Regions from separate parts of the Mus musculus genome. Here regions 1 and 2 are each linked to region 3. A link is a contact called in public Hi-C data. All regions are on one chromosome and are shown on one strand. Each heading gives the region's core, a stretch centred on a gene start, on an enhancer-like site or on the middle of the called end of the contact. The rest is flanking DNA. Distances are from core to core; before and after follow the strand shown.

Region 1 (3,580 bases), core at 269-2,768, 320 kb after region 3:
CTAAAAAATTAAATAAGCCGGGTGTGGTGGCACACACCTTTAATCCCAGCACTCGGGAGGCAGAGGCAGGCGGATTTCTGAGTTCCAGGCCAGCCTGGTCTACAAAGTGAGTTCCAGGACAGCCAGGGCTATAAAGAGAAACCCTGTCTCGAAAAACCAAAATAAATAAATAAATAAATAAATAAATAAATAAATAAATAAATAGATAAATAGAAATAAATAGCTGTCCCATTTTAAAAAAAGCCTGAGGCCAGGGCTCACACCAGTTCAGAAAGTAGCAATAGTTTCTGGTCTCTGTTTTATTCTTTGTTTTGTTTGTTTTCATAGCTGAGCCAATCTCTTTTTGAGATTCTTAGGCCTGTCCATGTTTAACTCTATGAAGTTCAATTTAAAGACCTTGAGAGATTTGCTCAAGTCAAGTTCAATCAAAAGGGAGAAATTATATGAAACCAACACAAGGCTACACACACACACACACACACACACACACACACCATACTAACCCCAAGTTCTGATTTACTAAGTAGGTCCGGTGAGATGACTCACGAGATAAAAGTCCCTGTTGCCGGGCCTGATGACCTGAGCTCCATCCCTAGAGTCCACATGGTGGAAGGATGGTGGAAGGAGAGCTGACTCCAGCAGGCCATTTTCAGATGCACTTGTGTGCATTGGTGCACACACATAAATAAATAAATAAACAAACAAACAAACAAATAAATAAAACTGCCAGGCCATTTTCAGATGCACTTGTGTGCATTCGTGCACACACACAAATAAATAAATAAATAAATAAACAAACAAACAAACAAACAAAACTGCCAGGCACCTCTCTTGGCAGCCTGTTCCACGCTATCTATTGACCATTAATGTTTGTTTCAGATGACTCAGTCACCAAATGGGAAGCAATGTCTAGCAACTCTTTCATCATAAAAGCCACTTTGAGACATTTTAAAATGAAGAAGTACTCCCCTTCCCCCTTCTCCACTCCTATCAACTGTCTTGGCTACACGTTAAGAGCGAACGAAGCTCTTAATGGTCACCAAATAGTCAAGTAACCTAGAAAGTGACTTGCTGCCTCCTAGAAGGGACTGGAACTGATAATCAGGGAAAACAAAAAAACAAACGCCCTGCTCCAGACGCCTGGCAGCCAGGAAGGCGGGGTTAGGTCTGAACTGGGAAAATGGAAATCGAGCAATACTCACAATCATTATAAAGGTGCCCAGGAACTCAGAGAGTGTCTCCTTAGCCAGACAGCTCTTCAGGGCCAGCCTCTGCACGAGGTTCTTCTTGGCTCGGTCCTTCTCAGAAGGCATCTTGGGGTTTCTGCCAGAGGTAAGCTTTCCACCAAGGTCTGCTCGCTCAGTTTCCTGCCTTCACTACCACATGAAAACCAAACCAAACAAAAAAGAATTTTAAAAAAACCAAGCTCACTTAGCTCTGCACGGATCTCTGGAGGCGACTAAAGAGATACCTGACTGTGTCAGAGAGCCTGTCCTAATTAGGAACTGTGACTTAATCCTTGTCTGCCTCTGCTGTCAGCCCCTCCCTCCCTCCCAGCTCATTGCTATTTGTTTGCATTAATGAGTTATAATTCCAAATCCTCAAAATGACTCTTTTTGTACTTGACAGATTAATCATTACCTTTATTCTCTGTTCTCTGGCTACTTTTTCTCTGTTGGCTTTCTTTCTTTTTTTTTTTTTTTTCCAGGAGATGAGAAAAGAGATGCTACGTTGGTTGGGTTGCCAAACCAGAGATGGGCCTTGGTCCAGAAGAGATTTACCTGTTACACAACTTCAGCCTTCTGATGATTTGTTTTCTCCTATTCGGAAGTGGGCAGTTTGGGTGTAATTTAGAATAGTTCAATCAGGTATAGACACCTTCACTGTGAACATTCTCTCCTGAAGGTTTTCTTCCAAACTGGAGAGTGTAAGGGAAAGAGACTAGGCTGGCTCTAGTAGTGCCTCGGGGAGTTCATGGGACTGCTGGAGTCTTTCTGAAGGGCTCCAGAAATAACTAAATTAACTTATGGAAGGGCAGTTTAAAGGCTCCGAAATGTAAGTTTATGGGGCATTGGGTTAGTGCTGCCTTTAATCCCAGCGCTGGGGGTAGGGTGGGGGGTGAGGTGTGTGTGTGTGTGTGTGTGTGTGTGTGTGTGTGCAGAGACAGGTTGATCTCTGTGAGTTCAAGGGCCCAGCCTGGTCTACATGAGTTCCAGGACAGTTGGGGCTATATAGAGAAACCCTGTCTTGAGAGGAAAAAAGGGGGGGGAGGAGGGAGGGAGGGAAAGAGGGGGGAGGGGAGGGGAGGGTGTTAAGGTGTTTATGGGACAAGATGGGAACTCCCTCTTGTTCACTGAAGTGGTCTCCCTATCTGGTAAACAGAGTTTAGGATTCAAGAATCAGAAAGATAGAGAAAGCAGAGGACTGGAATTCTAGCCCTCTGACCAGTCAATCCCATCCCAGTTAAAGAAGAGAGGAGTAACTATGCCCCACTAAGGTATCTAGTTTAAATCTGATGAATTAACATCCTCACAGGCAACAGACTACATCTTATAATAGCTTCTTGACCTGATCAATAAGCAAGCCCTGATTTCCAAAGCTGGTTTGTCTGAAAAGACGGAATTGGAGGCAGTAGTCTCTAAACACCCCCAGGCAGTCCACTGACTTGAACCCATGCTATGCTCCCTCCCTCCCTCCCTCCCTCCCACCCTCCTTCCCTCCCTCAGAGCAGCCTGCCCAGTTCCCAGTCTTCTTTGGGGCCCTCCTCTACCTTTGCAGGAGGCCCTCAATCATTTCCAGCTGAGGAGGCAGGCTGGAAGGGGTGAGGGGAGGCTGTGAGCAGAGCAGCTGGGAAGAGCCCAGAGGCAGGATCAAACACCTAAGCTGCAGGTAAAGTTTACAGTTCAGACCGAAGAGGTCAATACTATAAATTTAAAAAATAAATAAATAAAAAACAATCTAGCATTTCGACTTTAATTCCTGATTAAATGGTCATGATGAGGATGTAGCTGAAACACCCAGAAGTTTGCTTTAACTCCTGGTTAGGTGATCATGGATAGCTTTGTCTTGGAGAGTTTCCTATGACCACATTATGCCCAAGTCCTGGTGGCTCGACCAGAGGAACAGGACTTTATTGCTCTGACTTCAGCTAATAAGACACAAAGCGTGTTCTTCAGAGTCCACGCTCACTCACCTGACAAATATTTATGGCATACTTGCTGTGTGCCAAGCACTGCCTGTAGCAAAAGCACGGGGCAGTCTTGCTTGTCACAGGGCTGGCTATGACGGAGACCAACATTAGACACAATCACACAGGGACACGAACAGACAACTCCAGCCGAGGACACATGCTCTGCCGGCGGGGGCTGTATTTCCATGTGCAAATACGGCAAGCGGAGTCCACCTTGTTGGAGAGATCTCTGCAGTGTCTTCTGGGAAGTTATGTCTAAGCTGAGATCAGGAGGCACAGGGCCTATTCACATGAAATGGGGAAGGAAGTGGGTGTGAAAGACTTTGAGGGATGGGGGGGCAAAATGACACCTATAAAAGAACCAGAGAAACACCCACTGTGGTTAGCCTC
Region 2 (3,851 bases), core at 726-3,225, 260 kb before region 3:
AAAAAAAAAAAAAAAAAAAAAAAAACCAGAAGAAAAATTGTAGTTTTATAAATGTATATACATTTTAAAAATGTCAATTATTGGGGGTTGGGGATTTAGCTCAGTGGTAGAAAGGCCCCGGGTTTGGTCCTCAGCTCTGGGAAAAAAAAATGTCAATTATGGGTTTTTACTATGGTGGTATTTTCATTTAACTAAATTATCTAATAGGCAAATAGTGTATAAAATTTAGCTGCTTAGTGGACACTCCTATAAATATAATACTGGAATATGTTTAAAGTTTTATTTTGCGTTCTTTCCAATTACATTAAAATTATTAAGATTAATGTGGGATTTAAAATTGCCAATCACGAGGAAAAATTCAAATTCAAAGCTATTATTTTTCACACAGTGCTAGCATAATTTAAGTATTTCTAAATACTGATTTTTGTTAGACGAAAAGAGATTGCAGAAAGAGAGCGTCGAGAGCGTGAACGCATTAGAATAATTCGTGAACGGGAAGAACGGGAACGCTTACAGAGAGAGAGAGAGCGCCTAGAAATTGAAAGGCAAAAACTAGAGAGAGAGAGAATGGAACGCGAACGCTTGGAAAGGGAACGCATTCGTATTGAACAGGTGCAGTCAGAAAATCTTTTCATCTTGAACAACTCACCTTTGCAAACCCTGTCATTTTTTTGCCCTCCAGTTTGCTTTACTTCCTGTAAAGCTCCTGTAGCTCCGAATGAGCACTGAAGTGCCCCTGACACTAGTTAAGTGTGCTGAATGGCGACTTCCTTGTTGATTGCAAGTAGCCTGTAGCTCTGCAGTATAATGGCAGCCTAATAGTACGAGCATAGGACTGAGTCCAGAGTAGTTGTAATCCAGGCTCTGTCACCACCCCAGACTTAGAAAAAAAAAAAATAACAAGTAAGTCCTTACCCAAGGCTGGAAGAAAACAATGCCTCTCTGCATAGTTGCCACCCAGGGCTTAAGGCACTTAAGAAAACCTAGTTTACTCGTTCCTTTTAGGTGCTTTTGCTTAAGTCAATTTATTAAATGACCTCTGACCCTCCCCCACACGCTCACCAGTCTCCGCCCCTCAGCCCTGTTCTTTTGCTGTCACCCAACAGTAGCTGTAGTCTAGATGACTCAAATGTAATGTATGTGTCCCAGGTATGTGCTCTAGCTGGTGCTTCTTTGCGATGGCTTCTCAGCCCAGATGCACACTTACCTTCTGTCTTTACTTTGTATCTGGTTCCTTCCCGTGTGTCTGAAGGAGCGGCGCAGGGAAGCTGAAAGGATTGCTCGGGAGAGAGAGGAGCTCAGAAGGCAGCAGCAGCAGCTTCGCTATGAACAAGAAAAAAGGAATTCTTTGAAACGCCCACGTGACGTAGACCATAGGTAGCTGCTTCCTTTCTTCTTTCTCGGTCTGGCGTGCGCTAGCAGACAGGAGCGGTCTGCTTTCTCTAGCTTGCCTCTTCTCACACCAGATGACTTCTTATTAAAACTGGAGCGACACAGACATAATCAGGGTTGATAGTTCTCAAAGTCAGGCCTTTAAAATACTTACCAAGGCAGAGAATAAACAAATGGAAGTCATGAATTGGTGTGTTTATATTCATGCTTCCTTGGTAGAGTTTAAAATATAATTTTTTAATATAGTTTTCTTAGTACAAGTTCTGAGCACTTTAGATTTTTGTTTGTTTTTTGTTTTAGTGGAGAAATGGGTGCTCTGGTCTTCTCCAGCGTCTGTGAGGGTCACAGTTGCTGAGGCTAAGGATGCAGCTCGGTCTTGGGGTACTTCCCTTTCATGAGACAGGTCCGGGGTCATCCCCTGCACTTTAAGGGGAAAAAGGAATAACTGATAACTGCTGCTTAGAATCCGTTATGACACGATGTCAGGAGTTTCCTCTTTTTTTGTTTGAAGATGTAAGAACAGGAAGTTTAGGCTAGAAAGATGACCTAGTGGGCAGAGTGACTGCTGGGCAAGCATGAGATCTGTGTTTATATCCCCAGCACCCATGGAAAAAGATGAGTGCAGAAGTATGTGCCTGTAATCCTAGCTTTGAAGAGGCAGACAGGCAGATATCCCTGGAGCTCTCGGGACAACCAGTCTAGTTCATTCAGTGAGCTCCAGGTTCAGTGAGAGATTCTGTCTTAAGAAGTAAGGTGGAGGCAGCCACATGACCCACACGCACAGGTGTGTGTACCCAGACACACATTTACATGTGTGCACACACAAAAAACCGACAGTGTTTCAATACTTTCCTCCTCATATTTATGACACGGGATTTAACAGCTAGTTCTGTCCCTGCTACTCACTGTTGTATCTTGAGTTTAGTAGCCTTTTATGTTGTTGACTGTTCCAACATATCTATGAATCCAAAAGAACGCTGTTTGGTAATTATCAAATAATTTATATAAATGAGCAAAAATTTCTCTTCAAGGCGAGATGACCCTTACTGGAGCGAGAATAAAAAGTTATCTCTAGATACAGAGGCACGATTCGGCCATGGGTCTGACTATCGTCAACAGAGCAGGTTCCTTGACTTCAGTCACCGAGAACGGGCCAGGTTTCCTGACACTGCATCTGTGCAGTCATCCTTTGAAAGGTTGGTGGACACTACAGTGAGATAGGAGCCTTGCTAGTCCCAACGTTGGTTCTCTGTAAGATCTTAGTGAAGTGCTAAGTCCACACTGAGTGTTCAGAACAAACTGTGTGTCTAGTTTTGGTTTTCACTGGTGGGAGAGTGCTGTGGTCTTCTTACCTTCAACTGGAAAGAGGCTTTGGGAGGTAGGAGCTGAAGAGTCAGGAGTTCAGACCTGCCAAGGCTACACAGCCATTTGAGCCTCTCCCCCATAAAAAACAATAGAATGTGTGAATGGGGAATGCTAATTTTGGATGTGCCATGGCTGTAACAGTAAACCATGCAGGCTGGTAGTGACTCCACCGATAAAATCTCTCCTGAAAAACAAACCAGCCTTTGTATTAGACAGCTCAATTTAAAAGAAGATCATTGCAGTAATGAGGGCTTTTCTGGCAGCCTTGCCATAATTTCCCTTAAAAGAAGGTTTCATCACTATAGGTTATGCAGATCAAGTTGAGAATCTGAGCAAGTCAACACTTCTGAGGACCTGTATTTGTTTTTCTTCAATAGACGGGAACGGTTTGTTGGTCAAAGTGAAGGAAAGAAACCGAGACCAGCAGCCCGAAGAGAAGAGCCAAGTTTTGAAAGGTACCCTAAAAACTTCAGTGATTCCAGAAGAAATGAGCCTCCACCACCAAGAAATGAACTTAGAGAAACAGACAGACGAGAGGTCCGAGGGGAGAGAGACGAGAGAAGAACAGTAATCCTTCATGACCGACCTGAGGTCGCTCACCCCAGACACCCTCGAGAGACTGTGCCCAATCCTTCTAGACCAACTTCCTGGAAAAGCGAAGCGAATATGTCCACAGAGAAACGGGAGTCACGGTAGTTCTTAGTAATTTCTTCATGGTATACTGTGCATTTACTGTGCATTTGAGTTTTTAAGAATATAAAGTGAGGTTTTGATTCTTGTGCTATGTTAACAGAGTTGAAAGGCCAGAAAGATCTGGGAGAGAAGTCTCTGGACACACTGTGAGGGGAGCGCCCCCCGGGAATCGGAGTAGTGCCTCAGGCTATGGAACCCGAGAGGGAGAGCGAGGAGTCATTGCTGACAGAGGAAGCGGAACACAGGTAAAAGCTGCCGAAAGCTACCTGTTGATGCTTACGTTTTTCTCTCATTTTAAAAATCAAATTTTTATTTTACGGGTGTTTTGCCTGCCTTTATATATCTGTGTGCCATTTTTATGCCTTTGGGATTCAGGTCTCCTGGAACTAGAGTTACAGACA
Region 3 (3,543 bases), core at 354-2,853:
CCCCCAGTCTCCAGTAAAATGAACTGTGTAATCAACACTGCTGTACTCTGTAAATATTCTATCCACTGATAAAGAACTCGGCAAATAGAGGTGGCGCCTGAGCACGGCTCCCAAAGCCAGAGAAAGTAGAGGAGAGAGAGGCTAATGGCTGTCAGGCCTGTCTCAGTGCCTGGGGCAACAGAGGAGCCTACGTTAAGACATCCTGTGCCTCACACAGACACTGTGTCCTGTGTCTGGCAGTGTCTGTGGTTCCTTTAAGTACAGCGCTATTTGTACTCACTGTGCACTTCCTGTCTGGACTGCCCTGGTCATCTAGCCTCTTAGAAAAATTCTGACTTAGCCAGAATCACCTGCAGGGCTGGAATCCACACCCACTTGGTTCCAGAGTCAACATTCATTTTTAAGGGGATAGAGCTTATTTATAGAAACATACAGGAAGGTATGACCATCCTAAATGTATAGCTCTGTGGATTTCTACCCATTCACAAGCCTCCTTCAGGATCGCGACAGAGGTCTCCATACCCAGAGGATGCCCTCAGTCGTCTCTAGCAATACCAGCACCCAAAACCACCACTTCCTCCTATCAATGGGAATGTGTTTCTTCTGTTCTTCAACTTTGTGTCAATAGAGTCACACAGTAGGTCTTTTGTGTCTGGCTGTTTTACCCAACACCTTGTGATGCTCATGTAAGATGTTGTATGTATACAGCCTGAACCTTGCCGCATTGGTGAGTCCTAGGCTGCCTTCCGGCACCAACACCTTCAGAGTGGCTAGGGTGGGGCGGTGGGTGCAGCAGTCATAGATGGAGCAGGCTGAGAGATGGGCTGAAAAGAGAGGGCTTTTTAGATCATGGCCTGGGCTTTACATTTCTTCCTTTCCTGCTGCTGAGTTCCCTGGGCCCAGACTGGTGGCAAAAAGACAAGTTCCTTTTCTGACTTTGTTCCTTTGTACAACAGAGCCAACCTCTTCACTGTGCTCTCTCAGATTCCTGGACAGCATTCTCTGGAATCAACCTTCCTATGCCTGGCAGTGAGGTTCCTTTAACGACTCACTTCCTGTCTGCTCTGCCCCATCATTAACCTCCAAATGAACTAGAATCATCTCCAGAACAGGAGCTCACACTCAAACCAGTTTCACCCAGATGGGGGCGTTTGTTTCTTCCTTACTATCCTGGTTGCTTTCATAGCATTATCTGAGGACTTAAAAATTAATATTATTATTTTGGAGACAGGGTTTTGAGTTTCTCAGTCTGGCTTCAAACTTGCTATATAGCAGAAGGTAACCATCAACTTCTAATCCTCCTGCATCTATCTACCTTAGAGTGTTGGATTACAGGTTTGCAAGAACACGCCCTATTTATACAGCGCTGGAGCTAGAGCCCAGTGCTTTGTTCATGCTAGGCAAGCACTCTACCCACTGAGCCACATGCCAGCTATTTCTGGAAGTACTTTTCAGTTGTTAAACACTTAGGGGTGGGGGCATGTGGAGTGCTATTTGCTTCTAGTGGGCAGAGGTCTGAGGTCATGCTAAGAACAGGCCTCCCCTTCCACTAAAGAGTGATGCAGCCTCGCATCTCAGTAACATTGTTGTTGGGAAACCCTGAGCATGAGTCATCATCAGGAAGTTGGTGTCTGTTTCTTTTCCTGATGCCAAAAGAGAAGAGGCAGGCATAATGAAGGTACTTTCATCCTGGAGTTAGAAGACCTGGGCTCAGGACTCACTTGCCACTAGCTAGTCATCTGACCTCATTTGAGTTATCCAGTCTCTGCAGGTCTGTTTCCTCCTCCTCCTCCTCCTCCTCCTCCTCCTCCTCCTCCTCCTCCTCCTCCTCCTCTTCTGTTGCTGGGCGCTGAGGTGCTTGTCACTAAGCCTGCAGGCTTCCTGTCCGGATCTCTTAGGGCTGCCTTCTATATCCTTATTTCATGAGATTTGACAGAAAACAGTGCCTGGGTGGACTGTGTGTAACGGCAGTGGAAGGATCCTTCCAGTCGCATTTCCACTTCCCTATGCGCTACTTCCAGGGTTATATCCTCACTCTTCCATCTGTGTGGGAAGGGAGCTCACCCACAAAGGGTGTTTCCTGAACTGTAGGCAGAGCTTCAAATACCCACAATTCCCATAGGCAGCAGTTTTTGACACTGGAACTTTTAGCCTTAAATTTAAATTCTTGTGAGACCTGTAAAAGGGTTTGCTGTGTGTGTGTGTGTGTGTGTGTGTGTGTGCCTAGTTACTTAAGAGGTTCAGGGCTTTATACCCTTCAAGGTGAGGCTATGGGAGGTTTTGATAAGACTAGACTAACAGAACATTGGTGAGCTTAGCATGCAGCGCTATGCAGTGTAGAGGACAGATCTCTGTAAGAACCAAGAGCCCTGCTGTGCCCAACAGGCAGAAAAGAAAGGGAAGAGAATTGGAGAGATGGCTCAGTGATTAAGAGCACTGGCTGCTTTTGCAGAAGACTGGGGTTTGGTTTCCAGTACCCACTTGGAAACTCACTACCTTAAACTGCAGTTTAAGGTGTCCAGTGCCCTCTTCTGGCTTCCATGGGCCCTGCATGCATGGGGTGAACATATATACGAAGGCAAACACTCATAAACATAACAGAATAATTGGGGAAGTTTGCTTAGTAAGTAATAAGAATGAGATGAGGCAGAAAGGCGATGGCTCAGTGGGCAAAGTGCTCGAGTGCCACACAAGCATTAGGACCTGAATTGGAGTCCCCAGGACCTAAGCACCATGGAACACATCTGTAACCCAGCACTGGGAGAGCAGAGAGACTCCTGAAGCTTGCTGGGTAGCCAGTCCAGCAGCATCAGTGAGCTCCTGGTTCAGTGAGCTCCAGGTTCAGTGAGAGGCCTTGTTTCAAAAGTTAAAGTGGAGAGCAGAGGAGGGAGACGCCTGAGATTTACCTCTGGCCTCCACACACGTGCGAACATACATGTGTGGGCACACCTGCACACACATGTGTGCACACCATACAGTTGTTGAAGGGAGAATTAGTGATGGATAGAGGTGGCTCGGATAGTTGGCTGTCATAATGCATTCATTATTGAATGGCATAAGTATTGCTGTTTGGAATCTGGGGACAAACTCGCCTTAGATGGAAGACTATTGCAGACCCATGGGACAATATCTTAATGGAAATCTCAAGAGGACCAAATTGTTCTTAAGTTACTTGATTTTAGGGGTGGCATTAACCCTTTTTAGTCAGCTGCCCTCCAATTCTACAGTTCAAAACTGTCTCGAAAATGGAGGAACGGCGTCCATATTTATTTTCTCACATATGTAACAAACAGCACAATGTCTCAATAAAAATGTATCTGTGGGATTCTTTTCTGGGTTACCTGTATGTTATGTGGCTTTATGTGTGTGTGTGTGTGTGTGTGTGTGTGTGTGTGTATGTGTGTGTGTATGTGTGTGTGTGTATGTGTGTGTGTATGTGTGTGTGTGTATGTGTGTGTGTGTGTGTGTGTGGTGTGTGTGTATGTGTGTGTGTGTGTGTGTGGTGTGTGTATGTGTGTGTGTGTGTGTGTGTGTGTGTGTGTG

The links. A called contact is a pair of places that touch in the nucleus more often than the background predicts.
Region 1: a contact with region 3 is called in a Hi-C map of erythroblasts, with 1.7 times the contacts expected there. The contact joins the promoter of Aqp9 here to the enhancer-like site in region 3. A contact is called at or near these places in 1 of 39 promoter capture datasets (liver), 4 of 484 Hi-C or Micro-C datasets (the G1E-ER4 cell line, LSK cells, erythroblasts and 1 more), 1 of 115 datasets of contacts at active chromatin or transcription factors (the HPC-7 cell line) and 1 of 9 other capture datasets (bone marrow-derived macrophages).
Region 2: a contact with region 3 is called in a Hi-C map of granulocyte-monocyte progenitors, with 2.3 times the contacts expected there. The contact joins two enhancer-like sites. A contact is called at or near these places in 1 of 39 promoter capture datasets (the C10 cell line), 2 of 484 Hi-C or Micro-C datasets (granulocyte-monocyte progenitors and myeloid progenitors), 1 of 115 datasets of contacts at active chromatin or transcription factors (the HPC-7 cell line) and 1 of 9 other capture datasets (adipose tissue).

Annotation. Positions count from the first base shown.
Region 1 is chr9:71,161,771-71,165,350 of GRCm38.p6, forward strand. It overlaps Aqp9 (aquaporin 9), which reads right to left and starts at 1,519. Exons shown (of 6, transcript NM_022026.3): 1 at 1,203-1,519. The coding sequence starts at 1,313.
Region 2 is chr9:70,583,501-70,587,351 of GRCm38.p6, forward strand. It overlaps Sltm (SAFB-like, transcription modulator), which reads left to right. Exons shown (of 21, transcript NM_025690.4): 15 at 432-612; 16 at 1,253-1,377; 17 at 2,424-2,588; 18 at 3,135-3,449; 19 at 3,551-3,695. Among named protein-coding and RNA genes, the nearest start is that of Sltm, 43 kb to the left of the region's middle. Within about 2 kb of position 1,976, at least 68 of the 459 cell types and tissues checked have an H3K27ac peak or open chromatin away from gene starts, as enhancers often do. A contact at or near this core is called in the HPC-7 cell line, granulocyte-monocyte progenitors and myeloid progenitors, where this site is marked.
Region 3 is chr9:70,840,963-70,844,505 of GRCm38.p6, forward strand. All of the region lies in intron 1 of Lipc (lipase, hepatic), which reads right to left. Among named protein-coding and RNA genes, the nearest start is that of Gm32017, 71 kb to the right of the region's middle. Within about 2 kb of position 1,604, at least 151 of the 459 cell types and tissues checked have an H3K27ac peak or open chromatin away from gene starts, as enhancers often do. A contact at or near this core is called in the G1E-ER4 cell line, the HPC-7 cell line, LSK cells and 5 more, where this site is marked.